2 separate regions of the Mus musculus genome follow, and region 1 is linked to region 2. A link is a contact called in public HiChIP or PLAC-seq data. All regions are on one chromosome and are shown on one strand. Each heading gives the region's core, a stretch centred on a gene start, on an enhancer-like site or on the middle of the called end of the contact. The rest is flanking DNA. Distances are from core to core; before and after follow the strand shown.

What was found. HiChIP or PLAC-seq counts read pairs in DNA pulled down with a chosen protein or histone mark.
Region 1: an H3K27ac HiChIP or PLAC-seq map of embryonic stem cells shows a contact between it and region 2, with 2.9 times the contacts expected there. The contact joins the promoter of D430041D05Rik here to the enhancer-like site in region 2. A contact is called at or near these places in 2 of 39 promoter capture datasets (hippocampal neurons and liver), 8 of 484 Hi-C or Micro-C datasets (the C2C12 cell line, cerebellar granule neurons, cerebellum and 4 more), 10 of 115 datasets of contacts at active chromatin or transcription factors (SST interneurons, VIP interneurons, embryonic basal ganglia and 6 more) and 4 of 9 other capture datasets (adipose tissue, embryonic stem cells, liver and 1 more).

The regions. Positions count from the first base shown.
Region 1 is chr2:104,409,085-104,412,158 of GRCm38.p6, reverse strand. D430041D05Rik (RIKEN cDNA D430041D05 gene) reads left to right here and starts at 1,548. Exons shown (of 21, transcript NM_001368844.1): 1 at 1,548-2,230. The coding sequence starts at 1,996.
Region 2 is chr2:104,218,492-104,221,507 of GRCm38.p6, reverse strand. D430041D05Rik (RIKEN cDNA D430041D05 gene) reads left to right here. Exons shown (of 21, transcript NM_001368844.1): 11 at 210-373. Among named protein-coding and RNA genes, the nearest start is that of Gm22501, 8.2 kb to the left of the region's middle. Within about 2 kb of position 1,352, at least 11 of the 459 cell types and tissues checked have an H3K27ac peak or open chromatin away from gene starts, as enhancers often do. A contact at or near this core is called in embryonic stem cells and ganglionic eminence, where this site is marked.

The DNA of each region.
Region 1 (3,074 bases), core at 299-2,798, 190 kb before region 2:
CAGGGACCAAGCTCAGATTGCCGGTCTTGGTAGCAGGTGGCCTCGCTCCATGAACTGTCTCACCAGCCCTGGGACTTTTTTGAGTGCTGATATGGCACAGAGGTGTTTCATATTTTTTTGAGCATTTCTGATTTTAAGAACCCACACTACTGCAGTTCAGATCTGAAATGCACGATAAGACACACCTGCTCTCTGAAGTTAGCGTGTGCAAATACATCTCCTGCTTTGCAGTCTAACTGCCGTCCTGCGGACACAGGTGAGGGGGAGACAAGCCTTCTCCAGAACCATGGGCCATCGTGGTATGTGTGTGTGTGTAATAGAGAGAGAGAGAGAGAGAGAGAGAGAGAGAGAGAGAGAGAGAGAGAGAGAGAGACAGAGACAGAGACAGAGACAGAGACAGAGAGAGACACACACAGAGAGAGAGGATGAATGAGAGAGCAGCTTCCATTTCTCAGCATCCCCCTGCTTGCTGTGCTGGGCCTGGAACACACCAGGCCAGGCCGGCCTCAGAGGTTTGACCTCACGGATCTCTTTAGATTGTTTCTTCAGCTTGCCTTGTTCCTTGACCTCCTTCTGGTCTTCTCCCACATGTCACCTTCTCAGTGAAGCCTCTTTACCTCCTGTTTACTGCTGCAATACCTCCATCTCCACTTTCCAGCATTTTACCTTACCATTTTCTCTGAGGCTTTTTAAGCACTGTCTGGTAGTCAATTTATTACCTACAGAGATTATGTTTGTGGCTCCTGTCCAAGTGTCTGGAATAGGGCCCGGCATATAACAGGGCCAGGTCAGTGCAAATGCTTTTCCCTGACACAGTCGCTGGCAAGCAATGGGTGCTGCTGGGTTTGCTGCTATCCTGTGGACAACTTATTGACTGAAGGGAGTTTGAAGCACCTGCGAACTAGATAGCCTGCTCAAGGGTACAGATGCAGAACAAGGGTAAGGGCAGAAGGACAACTCAGCTGACTCTGCCCTTTCATCCTACTAGAGAGAGACTGACTAGTCAGCTCTCTTATTTGGGAAAGACTTTTTGGAAATGCCTGTAGTTGTCCCAAAGCTCAATGCACTGCCTCTCTCATAGTATGGCTGCAACAAATGTTTATAACGTGTTTTATTTACTTCAGTGTTTCATTGCAAATAGGGCACAACAGCTCTAGTTCTTTGGGGGTAAATTTGGCAGGCAGGTGTCTGCCAGCCCCCCAGAGTAGCAGTGAACAACCTGCACCAAGCTCTTCCGCTCATCCTCGGAAAGCTTTTCCAAGATGCAGGTTGAGCACCTAGCTTTCTCAGCACGTTGACCGTCGACCGTGAAGGTATCTAGGTGTCCAGTCCCTTCTCCGGTCAGAGGGCTATCCCAGCCTACCTTTCCTTCTCACGATCTGGGAACCCTGGGCGGAGGAAAGTCCCCCTCAACGAGGACCTCGCCAGCGCAGGGCAGGGTTCAGCCCCGCGCGCGGGAGCTGGGGGCGCGCGGTGGTTTCGCGCGGGGATGCGCGCGCGCGCCTGCCTCGCCTCCCTTGCCCGCTCCTGTGCTACGTGCTTTCTTTGTCAATGAGGCGCCGCTCGGAGCTGCAGTAGCTTTCGCGGCTGGAGCCAGAGCCTAGCGATCCAGTGAACCGACAGAGATAGAGACCTGGGCGCAGGGGCGGCGGCGGGCGGCACGCTGCACGAGCTAGGTCCGCGGGTCTCCGTGTCTCGCAGCCTCGCGCTCGAGGTGTAGCATCCGGCCCTGGGGAGGGGACCGGGGCGCCGCCCGTCCCACCCTCGCCGCACCGTGGGAACCCCCATGCAACCCCGGTACCCGCGCGCCTGAAGCCGCGGCTCCATTGAGCCCGCCTCCCACCGAGGCAGGACGAGCGAGCAGCTCGCACCTCCTGCCTCCCTCCGACTCCCGGGCCATGGCCCGAGATGCCCGGTGAGGAGCGGTGCGCGGAGGGCTGGGCTCACCGGCGCGGTGTGGAACGAGGCAGCGGCCTGGATGTATGAACAGTCCCTATGGCTCTGCAGGAGGCGAAGCCCCAGGGCCCGAGCGAAGCTGAGCCGGCAGCGCGGGAGCCCAGGGACCGGCTCCGGGAGCAAGGGCTCTGCGGGGCGGGCGGGATCGCCGCGCGTTGCCAGGGCGTGAGAAGCTCCGAGGCCCGCCGGTCCGAGGATGTGCTGCTGCGGCGGCCGCTGCTGCTGGGACTCTTGCTGCTGGCTGCCCTCTCCGGGCACTGCTGGGCCGACTCCGGTAAGCGCTTGGCAGCGGCTCTCCGCCCGCGGCGGGGTCTGGAGCCGCTTAACCGCGTGGTGGTGGGTGGTGGGCTCTTTGCAGCACCGCCAGGCTTTTATTTGCCCTTAGCAGTTGCACCAGCGGGCGAACTGTCAGAAATCTGTCTCTTGAGAAGGCATCGTGGGCGGTGAAGAAAGAGGCACGTTTTTATCTTTAATTTTTCCTCCCTGGACAAGTTGTAAATGCTTCCTGGTGGTCCCACAAACACGCTTCCTTTAGCTAGACATGGCGTAGTTAGGATAGCATAAAAGAGACCTGTTCAGTGGGATGTTGTGGATGTTTTGGGCTTCCCGTTGCTAGTATTCACTTTGTCTTAAGTGCAAGGAATGACCTGAGAGTTTGAAGCAATTTCTGTGTCAAAATAGCGTTCCCCCGTTGCTCATAACAGGTTCCCCTCCCTTCCTTTTGGGAATGAGGTACTTAAAATAATTGATTGCATTTTGCAAAAGGTTCAGGCATTGATCAAATGTATACCTATTTTTTACAAGAGGCTCGTTGAAGAAGAGTCACTCTTGGTGCTCAGACCACCAACGATCCTTCAGAAACAGATTTCTGTACTTCCGCGGACGATTTTGTGGATCTGTTGTAACTATTTGGGCAGAATTATTCTGCAGAAGTGCTTTGAAACTTACACTGCGCGGCCAGCCATGGTCTTTGAAATAAGAATGATTGCTATGACTCCCGTGAAGGGCAAGCTTCTGTGTTTGTGGTGGAATTCTAGATTATAGATACATTCAGCCTAACAAATGCAAACCTCTCATTTTAGGTAACTGGTTTCTGTAGTGCTGCAGCTTTTAGTGAG
Region 2 (3,016 bases), core at 103-2,602:
GCCACACTATAGTTTTACAGACGAGGAAACTGAGGCTGGGGGAGCTCAAGCAACTTGCCCAAGGTCACACAGCTGCCAGGGCAGAGGCTTTTGGGCTCAACCTCTTGTGTCCTTGCCTTGGGTTTGGGAGTTATGCTTGCTCCTGCCTTGGGTTTGGAGTTTTGTCTGGGACTCTTTGTCATGTGCTTCTCCCTGACTCTCCCCCACAGCCGTGGTAAAGAATCCACCCAACAACCTGTGGATCATCGCTGCGGTGCTGGCTCCCATCGCCGTGGTCACCATCATCATCATCATCATCACTGCTGTGCTTTGTAGGAAGAACAAGAACGACTTCAAGCCGGACACCATGATAAACCTGCCGCAGAGAGCGAAGGTACATGTGGGCATGGAGAGGCCAGGAGGTCTGCCCAGAGGCTCTACCTGCCTTTCTCTGCCTTTCTCCCAGGCTTCAAAGGTTATCAAGTACCTTCAGGAACATCATCACAGCCTCGTTTTGAAGGAGAACCTTTTTGTCACCGTCAGTACATAGCACAGCTTCTCTGCTGCCAGCTCTCTCCCACAAACACTTTTAAGTGATTGATACACAGGGCATCTCTAGACATCACCATAGCCTCTCAGATAGAGAAACTGAGGCACAGACAACCGGCAGCAAGAAAGATGTGAAAAAGGCCTTAGATATCATTTAATAATTGAACCCACCTCCTTGTTCTAGTGAATAGAAGCTCCTTCAACCCCTCCTGGCTGCATGTGGCAACAGGACTGATGGTAAACCTAAGCCTGTAACTGAGCCTCCCAGCCTCAGGTGTGAAGCGGTTACAAGGTTGCTTTGGGAGATCATGAAGTTGGCTCCCAGGAGTGAGATTAGTACCCTTTCAAAATAAGCCCTGGGGAGACCTCTAGCCTCTTCCACCACATAGACACACAGGAAGTGAAGATTCTCCAGCCAGCAGTGAGCCCTCACCAAAGCCCAGATGTGCTGGTACTGTATCCTCAGCCTTCCAGCCTCCAGAAATCTGCCTGCCTTTTCTAAGCCTCTTGATGAATGGTATTTTGTTGTAGTGGCCCATACCGACCAAGACAAGGTCTATTGATGCCTACACAAACCCTGTTTGGAAACACGGACTCCCAGAAGTTTCTTTGTTCCACTGGTGACTCTGCTTCAGCCATTGTCATGCGGGACAAGCTATAGGGTCATTGTCATGCGGGACAAGCTATAGGGTCATTGTCATGCGGGACAAGCTATAGGGTCATTGTCATGCGGGACAAGCTATAGGGTCATTGTCATGCGGGACAAGCTATAGGGTTAGGCGGGCAACTACCAAATATCAATTCAGTAGCTCCAGAGAGCCTGGCTTAGAGCCCCGTCCTTCCTCTGTCATCTACATGTCTCTTCTCCACCTCCCTCTGGTGACAGGGGAGGGTGGACTGAAGACATTCGGAAGGCTAATTTTCCTGTCACATAGCTGCCTTTGTGATAGTCCCTGCGGGAAATGTCCAATCTGTAATACCCGGTGTTTAAATAACGCCTTACAATCTGCTGGCTCTTCTAGGTCCGTCACCTCATTTGTTCATCACAGCTGCCCTGGGAGGCAGGTCACAGTCAGGGCAGGTTTCATTATTCTCACTTAAGTGCCAAGAAATCTGGGGGAGAGACATCGGGACTTGTCCAGGCACAAACAATGGAGGGGTGACTAAGGCCTGCATATATCTCCCTCTCCCTCTCCCTCTCCCTCTCCCTCTCCCTCTCCCTCTCCCTCTCCCTCTCCCTCTCCCTCTCCCTCTCCCTCTCCCTCCCCTCCCCCTCTCGTGTTTGTGTGTGCACACATGAGCATCTTGTGTATACTTGTAAATGTGTGTGTGTGAGCGAGTGTTCATGTGTGTGTTGTGTGTACTTGTTAATGTGGGTGCGCATATGTGCACATGTGTGTGTGTGCATGTGTGTTGTGTATGTTTGCGTGTGCACACCTGTGTTGTGTGTGCCTGTGTGTGTGGGCATATATGTGTGCACATGGGTGTGCATTGTGTGTACTTGTCAGTGTGTGTGTGTGTGTACCCCTCTTTGTACATGCAGTATGTGCATATGGGACCAGAGGTAATATCAGATTAGGTGTCTTCCTCTATCACTTGTCATCTTTGTTTTTTCAGTCTCCGAACCAAAAGCTTACTCAATGGGCCCAGGTTGGCTGGTCTCTGCACTCCCCTGCCAGCTCTAGGGTTACACATCTTTTATATGGGCACAGCAGGTGCTTTATCGACGAGCCACCTCCCTGGCCCTCTTGGAGCTCACTCTATGTTAGGTACCTATCCACACTCTGAGACCTGGGAGGTTCTGCTCCCAGCTCTGCACCTCTGTCTAACCTCCATCTGGCCATGTAGACATGAGACAGCAAGTTCCCACTCCCTCTGACTTCCTGCACATTGCAATTGTGTCAGCCACTCAGCTTGGAGGGTCACACTGGCCTACGGTCTGTTTGCATGAGCACAGCTCACTTGACTTTAAGAAATCAAAGGTACTTTTATTACATAGTAAGCGGATACATCTGTGGGGAAGCTGGAGCCCTGATTAGACAGTCTTGTCTCCTGAGACACCAGCCCCCAAAGAATGTTGTTCTGTGTCTGTGGACATAAGGCACCTGCTTCCCAGACACAGTGGGGTGTTGGGGAGAAGGGTACGCTGGGAATTGTCGAGCTGTGAAAAATGAGACTGCTCCAAGACAGAATATTTCATTTCCATCTGAGCTTGCTTGCGACGTGAGTCTTTTTAGACATAACAAGCAATTACCAGAATCACAGCCGAGGCCAGGAATGCAAAACACGCTATACTAGAGTTGGAAAGGGACGCTTTGAGTTAAACCAAAATCTTCATTCATCTGCCAGTATGAGCAGCATCCCCCTGGCTTGAAAGCTCTCTGAAGCTAGGACAGATGAGATGCTGGTGGCTCTGCACAGCTCCTTCCGTGTGCCTATTCGGGGCACTGAGCTTCCACATCTTTACCTGCTGCTGAAAATCAAGCTG